3 separate regions of the Sus scrofa genome follow, and all the other regions are linked to region 1. A link is a contact called in public HiChIP or PLAC-seq data. All regions are on one chromosome and are shown on one strand. Each heading gives the region's core, a stretch centred on a gene start, on an enhancer-like site or on the middle of the called end of the contact. The rest is flanking DNA. Distances are from core to core; before and after follow the strand shown.

Region 1 (3,599 bases), core at 368-2,867:
ACATTTAGAAAAATTTTATGGGAGTTCCCGTCGTGGCGCAGTGGTTAACAAATCCGACTAGGAACCATGAGGTTGCGGGTTCGGTCCCTGGCCTTGCTCAGTGGGTTAAGGATCTGGCTTTGCCATGAGCTGTGGTGTAGGTTGCAGATGTGGCTCAGATCCCGCGTTGCTGTGGCTCTGGTGTAGGCTGGCGGCTACAGCTCCGATTAGACCCCTGCCTGGGAATGTCCATATGCCACAGGAGTGGCCCTAGAAAAGGCAAAAAGACAAAAAAAAAAAAGAAAAAAAAATTTATGGAGGGGAGGCAGACTAAACCATTGTTGCTATCCATATACTCGGTACTCAATAAATAATTATTGCCTGATGAGCAAAGAAAGATTTTAGTGTGTTTTTTTTCTTCCTTTTTTGGTAGTTGTAGATGTTATTAACATGATGAAGGTGGCTGTTTTTCTAAAGCCTTGAAATCCTGACAGAGAGGACAGTCAAGGAAGGAGGCAGGGGCAGGATAGCAGACAGGATGGTAAAAGAATAAAATCCTAGAGCTAAAAACCACTGGCTGTAGTTGCCTTCCTGCTGGGAACCCTGGACAACCACAGCAAGGGAGGAGTTGCACAGACAGGAGAATGGCAGGTTGGCTCTTGAGATCTCCCAAGAGGTTCTAACCTTCTGAATAAGGATCTTAAAATAATGTTGGCATTACATTGAAGAAGATATGAGACCGTCGTGTCAGGCTCTTGTCCCCCAGTGTTTCTAAGCCGATGGCAAAGTCTCTGCAGAGAATAAGAGGGCCCTGAAACAAACCCAGATACTTAAGCACCAAGCAGGAAGAAGGATTTCTCATAGAGGACAACTGATTTTACAAAAACTCGCACAAAGTCTCTAATGCCCCCTATTAAAGTCTTGAATACCTCCCCATGACAAAAATCAAGGGTCACTGGATGAAGCGAAGAGACCCCACCTCCCGCCCCCAGTTAAAATAATTAAATAGGTCGGACAAGCTCCAGTCAGTTGGTATGATTTGCTGCCCCTGGGGAAGTCCAAGTCAACACTGTACCAGAGTTTGAAAACAACGGGGTCATTTAAAGACCATCCCTTGCATTCATCTCAGGTCAAAGGAGGATAAAGATCAGAGTAATCAGGGCTGAAGTTTCAGGACATGATGTGATTACGATGGTGTCCAGTCTGTCATGCACAGCCTGCCCAGCTGGCATGGGGCATTTCAAAATTCCCTGCCCCAGGCATGTGGAACCTTCGCCACATGGGAGATTGGTGGGGACATCCCCACAGCGTGACCTGTTACTCTGTGTTCTCGTAAAATCGGGATGGCGTTCAGCTGGCCCCTTCCTGTCAGCAGAAGGAAAACTTCTCCCAGCCGCCTTGGGGGCTGCAAGGTTCTGAATGGGACAAAACCGAGGTCCGATGTGTAGTTTAGAATAGTCTCCTAGCAAATTCCTTAAACAAATTAGGAGTGGTTCTGGCCCGGATCTCTCTCTGCCAGGAGAGTAGAAGGAGACAATAAAAAAAAACTAAGCCTGCTAATCCTACCCAGAACTGCCCAAGACTACTTTGGGCTAGGGACACACATGCTCAGGCTTCAGAGATGCATATGGGTGCATTTCGTTAATCCTCATCACTGCGTGTCAGGGATAACTGATCTATGACTAAAAATAGTGTGAGGACAGCAATATCAGCCATTTGAGGCTGAACTGAGGACACAGTGGAAAACTTGACAGCAGCACAGTAGAACCTTCCTGGCCCAAGGCCACGGGCTCAAGGGCAGGAGCTCTGGGCTCATCTGCTGGGGAAGCTTGATTGACAGCCTCACCTCCCAAGGGGGAGTTTCAAGGGTTGTAATCTTCTCACATTATTGGGCACCTTCTGAGTGCCGGGCAAATGCTGGAAACAGGATGTAATGGAAGGAGACAGGGTTCTTCTCTGGAAAAAGCTTACAACGGAGTGATACTTAAGAAGGATATGCACAAAAACAATTAACAAAAACAATTCTGCTCCACTTCATTGACTGCAGTCTGAAACTGTCTCCAGCAGCCACACTACCTGCGCAAGAAACGGAGACTATAAGAGCAGAGGTTCAAGCCCATTCTTGGCTCTAGTGTGCTTCTTCAGTTGAAGGGAAAAGAAGCAAAACAGAAAGAGGCCTTCGGGTCACATTTACTAATTTATTCAAGTCAGTTATGTGTATTTGGTATCAAGTATGACTGGTAATGCTTTCTGTATCCTAGGTAAATGTCTGCTACCAAACATTAAACTTTTAGTTATGGAATCATTGACTCTCAGGCTTTTTCCCCTGCATAATTATTGCATTCCTACTGTGAGTCAGATACCATTCAAAGAATCTTTTTAAGGTTTGCTGTAAACACTCATTACAAGTATATATTGGTATCCGCCATCTTGGAGGACAATTGGAAGATATGTTTCCAAAGTATATTTAATAGAAGCGTAGTTCTGAGGAAAATTTCTAGGTATTCTCAAGAAAGCTACATGCTATTTGCCATTAGAGTGGCGGTCACCAACCATAACACAAGGTCTCCTCAGGACGTTTCTTATTTCCTTCAGAGTGCCAGACATCATTGATAGTGGCCAAGGCATTCACTGCACTTCTTAGAAGACACAGTGCTGGTTTCTGAAGAAAGCATTCCGTGGAACTTTATTCTTTTACTGGATCCAGGCCACAGGCTTCACTGATAGGTTACTTAAACTTAAGTTCAAATTCAATAAAATGAAAATGACACATTTCAGTCAGTAGTCAAACATCAGAGGTGATCTGCTGGTGTCTCTGTAGGCCCTTCTCTTTTTTTTCACTGTAAAAGAAAGCAAATGAAGCAAAAAATGTTTTTGTGCCTGTTGAAATTGAAAGTTTCAGAGTATGTGAATCTATTCCTCAGAAGGTGTTAAATCAGCTGGAGTTTGGAGGTCAGGACTAGAGAGAGACTTTTTTTTTTTCCTTTTTAGGGCCACACCCACGGCATATGGAGGTTCCCAGGCTGGGGGTCCAATTGGAGCTGTAGCCACCGGCCTATGCCACAGCCACAGCAACTCAGGATCCAAGCCATGTCTGTGACCTACACCACAGCTCATGGCAACGCCGCATCCTTAACCCACTGAGCAAGGCCAGGGATTGAACCTGCACTCTCTTGGTTCCTGGTCAGATTTGCTAACCACTGAGCCACAACAGGAACTCCAAGAGAGACTTTTAAGGGTCACTTGTACATACTGATACTCGAAATGACGAGAGTGGATAGAGTGAGATTTTTACAGTGAGAAGACAAGGAGGGCCATGAAACAAACTTGGGGAATTTGTACTTTTAAAATTCTTGCCCTTTATCTCCACAGATAGAGCCAATCACACCTTTCTCCCATTTCCAGCAGGTTCATTCCTTCTCTAAGCTCTGGGACCAATTTTGACATTAGGGAAATTTAAGGAGCTCTGGATCTTTTCTAAGCCTTCATTCACCTCTGCAATTAATCCAAGATGGAAACCAGGCCTGAGAAGTGGGTCTCCGCCTTGTTCATCAAGGCTTCATCCTATGACAGGCTTCCCAGAATCTCAGTTCTAATCTCTTTTGGCCATGAGGTACACA
Region 2 (3,599 bases), core at 676-3,175, 490 kb before region 1:
CTCCCCCTCCCAACACGCGCTCAACTTTACCACCAAAAAGACCCTTGTTGTGACAGACACCGGGCCTGGATGCACCACGGTTGTGTTCGTATGTAGCGTGTCATACATTACAGTCTTCACAGCTGAGAAGGGTCTTCCTGATGAGGATGTGGAAAATATCTGGCCCGCTTACCATTTACCCATTGGTAATGGGACCAGAGGGTAAAAGTTACATCAGAGATTTCAGCCCAAGATCAGAAAGAACTTTCCTTTTTTCTCCCCATTAAAAAAAAATCTCCGTGTTTTGTTTTTTCCTTTTTTAATTATAGTTGATTTACAGTGTTTCTTCAATTTCTGGTGTACAACAAAGTGACCCAATCACACGCCGTTCCCTGGGCTGTACAGTAGGGCCCCATCTCTCTTTATTTTGAACGCATGTTGCATTTACAGAAAATTTCCAGAAATGATACAGAGAGTTTCCATATCTCCTCACTTGACTTCTCAGGTTTACCATCTTTCATAGCCATTGTGCAGGTGTCAGAACCAGAGAATCACCACTGGTGCGGGACTCTTAGCTAAACACTTTTTCTGATTTTCTACTGGGTTTTCCACTATTGTTTTCATACTGTCCCAGAGTCCCTCTCTGTAACCAAAGGTCATTTCTCCTTCTTCCCTTCCTCCTTCTCCTCCTCCTGTGGGTGGAACAGTTCCTCACCTTCCGTAGCTTTGATACTTTGGCAGGGTGACTTTGTTGAATGTTCCTTAATGTGCGTTCATCAGATGTCTTTTCATGATTGGGCTGAGGTTATGCTGTGTGGGCAGGCCCCACACAAAGGTGATTTCCTTCTCAGAGCATCTAGAAACAACTTTCTAACAGATCTGTCCCAAAACTACATATTTTCCTTGGGAAATGCTCAAGCAGAGGCTGGATAACCTTCTATCCAAGACGGCATCATAGGAAGTAAAAGTAGATGACACCCAACATCCTTTCCAGCTTTTGAATCTATAATTGATTCTACACTGAGTATTTCAGTTGGATTTCGGATGTGGATACATGGATAGGTGGTCACTATCATTATATATAGTTGACTACTTAAATAAAATTGTTGCTATCTTTGCCATCGTCTTTTTGCCCGTTATGGAAATAAAATCAAAGTTCATTTTCTATTCCTTTCGTAAATGTGACATTGGCAGTCTACCAGTATATTTATGCTATGTCACAGTCTATCACTTTATGAAATGAGAAGGGACTGTTCTTTGACCTTGAGTTAATATTTTGTCCCCATCATTGGTACACGTTCCCAGGAAGAATGGAATAGGAAGTGGAACAATAGAGACCTTGCTCTGTGCAGTGAGCCTCTCGGGCCATTAAAGGGAATCCTAAGATGTTCTGGTGAGCCCCCAACATTCCAAAACAAGGCAGTAAGATCTAAGCCTGGCCTGTCTATTTTTTTATATTCATCAAGGCTCTGCCTGGCTTTATCTGCCTATCCCCTTTTTATTCTGAACTCCCTAATGGCCTGGACTCTTTCTCTTCACAAATAGTTTCATGTACTGTATGCAGCATTAATGCAGGGTGACTATGTGGAGATGTCTTCTATTCCTACTTTTAACAGATTAACAGCTAATAAACACCATGCGACACCCTCTCCTCTCCACCTCTTCTAAAAATACAGAGTTAGATTTGCCAGCATTGGTGTATTTAAAGCCTCCAAGATTCCAGGGAAGACTTTAGAAAGTTAATTGTGCAAGTAAGGCTGGTTCAGAGAGGAAAATTTCCAACACAAAGAGCCAATCAGTGTATCAGCAGCTCATCAGGGAAGAACCTCAAGGGATCTTACAGTCATTTATAAGGAAAGGATATTTGTTCTCACTTGAAATAGAGCCTCGCACTTTCTTCTCGCTGTGCCACACTGACAAGAACGTTGGGGACATCTTACCTAGTAGCACAAGCAGCCCAAGCTCCATCTCAAGAGGGAAGGCGTGTCTTTTCCAGGCAAGGACACCATGTTACCTTCCGGTGACTGCTGTAGAAGGATGTCTGCCACCTGCTCTTCCCTACCCTCCTTCTCCTGCCTTCCTCAGAGTCCCCGAGCTTCCCGTCCTCCACTCAGCTGGAAGTGAAGCCCTTAGTTTGAAAGAAAAGTCAGTAATCAGAAGCTGTGTTCAGAGTTTTAAACAAAGCACCCATCAGTGATCTGTTCTGAGGATATGGAATATCAGCAAGAACGTGTCTAAGATAATCCAGATTACCTGGATAATTATGTTAAAACAATGTCCATCAGCACATTGTGCGTGTGTATGATAGAGAGAATTTATTGAAGGATAAATTGGGCAGTGTGCACATAGTTCTATTACTAGAATTTCCAGAATCAGTGAAACAGACGTCTTAGAGTAATGCTCTTGTACAATATTGGATGTTTCCTTGAGTCCCAATTATATGACTCTCAAAGACCAGCTCGACTGTAAGATACAGACAAATATTCGCGGAAATGTATTAGTCTTTTTGTTTGAGGTCTATCTTCTGGGACCAAACGGTCTGTGTGCCTCCAGGTAGGTATTTCTCGTTGCAGCAGAAACTCCAGTGTATTTGATTGCTTACCTCTCCCTCTGTCTCTATTGCCCTGCCTGTCTCCCCTTATTTAAGAAGCCTTTAAAGGCACAGCAATGTGACAGTTTCACTGATGCCACATACCCGGTGGTGGAGTTGACTCTGGGACAGGCTGTGTCAAGGCCCCGTGGTAATGCTGATGACATTGCCCTGTGCTAGAGAAACCATCAGTGCTACTCTCTTCTCCACTCTATTCCTATCAGCTGCGACCTTGACCTTTAACACGTAACATGTGCATGTTTTTTTCATGCAGGCCACACCTTCTTTGAAGAAAGGGCAGTGTGCAATGCCGCCATAGCTATGACTTGCTTGCAAGTAATCTGAATTGGGTTAATTTCTCCTTTCTCCGGCCTCCCTGTACCCTGTGTTCTTCCAGACTATTTCTCCTTGGTGGTGATTTGTCTCAGTGCCTATGCATATACCACTTCAGACAGACCATCTCAGGAATTTTTTTGAAAAGTCGGCGTGTTTCTTGGGGTTATTTACAACTTCCTTTGCTGGCTTTTCCTTCTGTAGAACCGGACTGGAAGCCATCATGGAGACGTATGCCTTCTGGAGACCCCCGGTGCGCACGCTCACCTTTGAAGATTTCACCACCATGCAAAAGCAGCAAGGTAAAGCCCCGGGCAGGGCCTCTGCTCAGAGCGAGTGCGGGGGAGGGGGTGGGAGCTGAACTGAATATAGCACCCCGGCCCCAAGCCAAGCCACGAGTTCCACCGACTTTCCTGGAACGGGGAGTACTAGGTAGCTCTAGAAATAACCTAAGCATCGCCGCTCGTGCTAGCGAGCCAGTGCCAGCGCCAGAGTGGCGTTTCACCTGGCACCCGCTCTTCTCTCTCCCTCCCCCAAAGCAAGGCTACCTTCATGATTATGGTGGGGGTGAAATTATTATCTCTATCATGAAGCACTCACATGGCCCTTGCAATTTGAAGAGATCGTCACAAGAATTTCATCTTATTGCTCATGGCAGCCTTAGCAGTTTTTTTATTCTCGTTTTGTAGATGAGAAG
Region 3 (3,599 bases), core at 354-2,853, 460 kb before region 1:
TGCTTGTTTTAACAAAATAAAATGCCAACATCTATTCAAAAAGATAATTTTTTTCTGGCATACTGTTAGTGATTCTTCAGTGTGTTATCTTTTCAGATGCTTTCCTCAAGCCCATTCAACCCCCATACTCACATATCCACTCACACTTACACATATAATATATTCTCATAAGTTTTTATTTTCTTTCTTTCCTTTCTTTGTTTGTTTTTAACCAAAAAAGAGATGATACCATATATATTATTCTATAAATAGATTTTGGAGCTCCTGTCGTGGCTCAGTGGTACCTGACTAGTATCCATGAGGACATGGGTTCAATCCCTGACCTCACTCAGTGGGTTAAGGATCCAGCATTGCCGTGAACTGTGGTGTAGGTCACAGATGTGGCTCAGATCCCATGTTGCTGTGGCTGTGATATAGGCCAGCAGCTACAGCTCCGATTGGACTCCTAGCCTGGGAACTACTGTATGCTCTGGGTGCAGCCCTAAAAAGACAAAAAAAAATTTTTTTTTAAATTTTCATTTATTCCATAGTTGGCTTTATACTACTTTATAGGACGATGCACTATAATTTTTATCCATTTCTCTACAGATACACATTAAGATTGCTACTATGTGATTTATTTGTTTTGCAGTCCAAACAATGCTTTGATATAATTTTAAAAAGATGAATTTGGCCAGTTATATGCATTAAATCTTAGATAACCTTTGGCTCTAGCTTTTACGGGTTGAATCTGCTGGAAAATTTGTTGGATACTCCAAAGATAGACTTGGCTCTTAGTGACTTATCAAGGCTCTCCAGCTCTTTCATAATCCTCACATGAGCAAGGCTTACTCAACAGCTGCCACCAGCCCCAGTTTCCTCAAATGGGTCATCTCGTGGGCTTCAGCAGACCTGACTGTGAACATATCAGGTGCTGGCTCCAATAACCTCCCCCTCTATTCACAGATGCGCAGGACAGGGCAGAGTTCTCCTTGCCTCTAGCCATACATAGACAATTTTAGCAACAGCTTGCTTGGCATCTGTTTCACCAGGTTCTTAATCTCAGCACCATTAGTAATTGACACCATAAATAAGATCACCGGTGAGTGCCTGGAATCTTGGGATGGGCCAGGAATTTGACCTGGAGATTCTGGGGGATCCGACAGGAGCGGTCTTGTGGTAAATCAATATCTGTGGCAAAAAAAGGGTGACTCCAGCGCATAGCTGAGTGGACATGCAGGTTTCCCAGTCTGGAGGTGCTCCATAAATAAAGTTTCCTAACCTATCTCTGGGATTATTTGTCATCATGGTGACAGCATGTGATAGCGCGACAAGTGCTTTCTGTAACTAGGGGAGTGGGGCTTCAAGCTTGAGGCCAGAGGTTGCAAACGGCTGGTGCGTTGCCGTAACCATGCCAAATGCCAAATATTTGAAAATAATTTGCCAACATTTAAAAATTAGGTTTTACATAAAAGTCTGTAATTTTGGTACCTCTTGGGGAAAAAAGCAAAGATGTGGTACCATCAAGGCCACGGTTTCATGGGGCCAGATAGGGCAGCTGTCTTCAGAGGTGTCATGAGCTTTCCAGTTTGGCAGTCTTCTGGTCTACTTGACTGGCATTTGAGCCTGGCTTGGATGTAATGACCTTTACAACTCAGCAATTCTCTTTCTACTTATTGCCAAGATTCATACACTCATACAGTGTGAAATCATGACAAACTTCAGGGCTCCCCTCTCTCAAATATTTATCCCTTCATTTACCTAGAGGGCAAAAACGCCAACACTAAGATTCACTTGCTGATAAGTAAGAGACAACATTTATCCTAGCAGAATTATCGTCTTCATCCTCCAGATAAATAAACTGAGGCTCAGTGAGGTTAAGTTGCCAAGGTCCCTGAGGTAATAGGTGGTAATGTTAGCAGAGTCTCTCTCCAGAAGTTGTGCCTGGAATCCCTCCAGCTCACTTTAGCAGTCTGTTTCAAACCTGAAGATGCTTCCAGCTAGAGGGAGACTTGGAGGGTTCTCCCATACCAAAGCATACTTAGCTGACAGCAATGTGTTCAGCTTCTAAGAACATGAGGGTATAGAATGGACCTGAAGGAAGGTGGAAAGAAGCAGAGATGACTTCCAGGTGAAGATGAGGTCTGCATAGAAAGAAGGGCCTGGGAGGATGGGATTCAAAGAACAGGGTTGATATAAGAAATTTTAACTTCTGATGAGGAACGGGAGGCAGTCCTGGGACCCAGAGGACTCACATCTCACCAACATGATCCAAGGGATTTTAGGTGAAAGATAGGGGTGTGAGGTTGGGGTTGACATAAGTGTGCAGAATCAGAAGTTTGTGAAAAAACAAAACAAAACAATAAAGCTCCTTTTGCTAGAATATGCTCAATCATTTTAAGAAGGTTTAGAACATATGGCAGAGTGTGGAATGGATGTAATTAAAATGGAACTGGGAGTTCCCATTGTGGCCTAGCGGGTTAAGGACTTGACATGGTCTCTGTGAGGATGCAAGTTCTTTCAATTGCTGGCCTCACTCATTGGGTTAAGAAACTGGCATTGGCATGCGTTATGGTGTAGGTCACAGACATGGCTCAGATCCTGTGTTGCTGTGGCTGTGGCAGAGGCCTGCAGCTGTGGCTGTGATTCAACCCATAGCCTGGGAACTTCCATATGCTGCAGGTATGGCCCTAAAAAAGAAAAAAGGAAAAAAAAAAAAGAGAACTGAAGGCCAAGATAGGTGGGAAGACAGAATTAGAGTCCTAGTGGGAAGGTAGGTGTGGGTGGGATGCAGGTTTCGGAGTTGGACAGACTTGGGTCTGACTCCTGACTCAGCCTGACTTTCGTTGTATAACCTTTGGTCAGCTTTCCTTTCCGAACCTGTTTTCGTGGTTGGGATTAAATGAGGTATGTGTGTTAAATGCCTGGCATGTAGCAGACTCTGAGCACAGAGCTGAGTGGACACGCAGGTTTCTCAGCCTGGAGGTGCTCCATAAGTAAGATAGAGTTTCCTGACCTATCTCTGTATTATTTGTAGTCATGGTTACAGTATTTGGTTGCTGAAGTGGTTTTTTGTGACTAGGGGAGTGGGGTTTCAGATATCAGTGAGTTCAGTTCTTTGGATCAAGATGAATCATACCCTGGGTGCCAGAAAAATTTATAGATGAGATGAGGAAACCTGTAATTCATGGTAATCACGAATATCGATAGAGGTTTTGGAAAAATTGCAGAAAGGCCAATGTCATTTTTTTGAAAGAGTCATTGGAAGAAAGTGAGTTTCAATGCTATAGACTTGGTGTCAAACCCAGGCAAAATTCTGGTGTATGATGATGAGCAGATGGTTTGCGTGCGCTTAGAAAAAACAGCAACCCCTTTATGAGAAGTCATCCCAAGATTGTTAAGAAGAAAATTATTCCAGGCAAACCCCATTTTGACTTTTGTCTCAAGTCACTAAACTGATTAGTTGAATGCTGTGAATCAGCTAATCAGGGTGTCGATGTGACATTTAACAAAGGTTTTAAAATATTTTGTGAATAATATGGTGAGACTTGGATTGAAAGATAATTCTGTCCAAGCTTGGAGAACACAAATACTGTTGAGGAGTAGATCCTTCTTGATTC

Evidence for each region. HiChIP or PLAC-seq counts read pairs in DNA pulled down with a chosen protein or histone mark.
Region 2: an H3K27ac HiChIP or PLAC-seq map of skeletal muscle shows a contact between it and region 1. The contact joins two enhancer-like sites. A contact is called at or near these places in 2 of 47 Hi-C or Micro-C datasets (embryonic fibroblasts and skeletal muscle) and 1 of 2 datasets of contacts at active chromatin or transcription factors (skeletal muscle).
Region 3: an H3K27ac HiChIP or PLAC-seq map of skeletal muscle shows a contact between it and region 1, with 9 times the contacts expected there. The contact joins two enhancer-like sites. A contact is called at or near these places in 3 of 47 Hi-C or Micro-C datasets (psoas muscle and skeletal muscle) and 1 of 2 datasets of contacts at active chromatin or transcription factors (skeletal muscle).

Annotation. Positions count from the first base shown.
Region 1 is chr4:102,508,039-102,511,637 of Sscrofa11.1, forward strand. All of the region lies in intron 3 of LOC110260334 (a long non-coding RNA gene), which reads left to right. Among named protein-coding and RNA genes, the nearest start is that of SPAG17, 87 kb to the right of the region's middle. Within about 2 kb of position 1,618, at least 2 of the 83 cell types and tissues checked have an H3K27ac peak or open chromatin away from gene starts, as enhancers often do. A contact at or near this core is called in skeletal muscle, where this site is marked.
Region 2 is chr4:102,015,801-102,019,399 of Sscrofa11.1, forward strand. It overlaps TBX15 (T-box transcription factor TBX15), which reads left to right. Exons shown (of 12, transcript XM_001926903.7): 10 at 3,107-3,204. Among named protein-coding and RNA genes, the nearest start is that of TBX15, 99 kb to the left of the region's middle. Within about 2 kb of position 1,926, at least 1 of the 83 cell types and tissues checked has an H3K27ac peak or open chromatin away from gene starts, as enhancers often do. A contact at or near this core is called in skeletal muscle, where this site is marked.
Region 3 is chr4:102,049,393-102,052,991 of Sscrofa11.1, forward strand. No RefSeq gene overlaps it. Among named protein-coding and RNA genes, the nearest start is that of TBX15, 130 kb to the left of the region's middle. Within about 2 kb of position 1,604, at least 2 of the 83 cell types and tissues checked have an H3K27ac peak or open chromatin away from gene starts, as enhancers often do. A contact at or near this core is called in skeletal muscle, where this site is marked.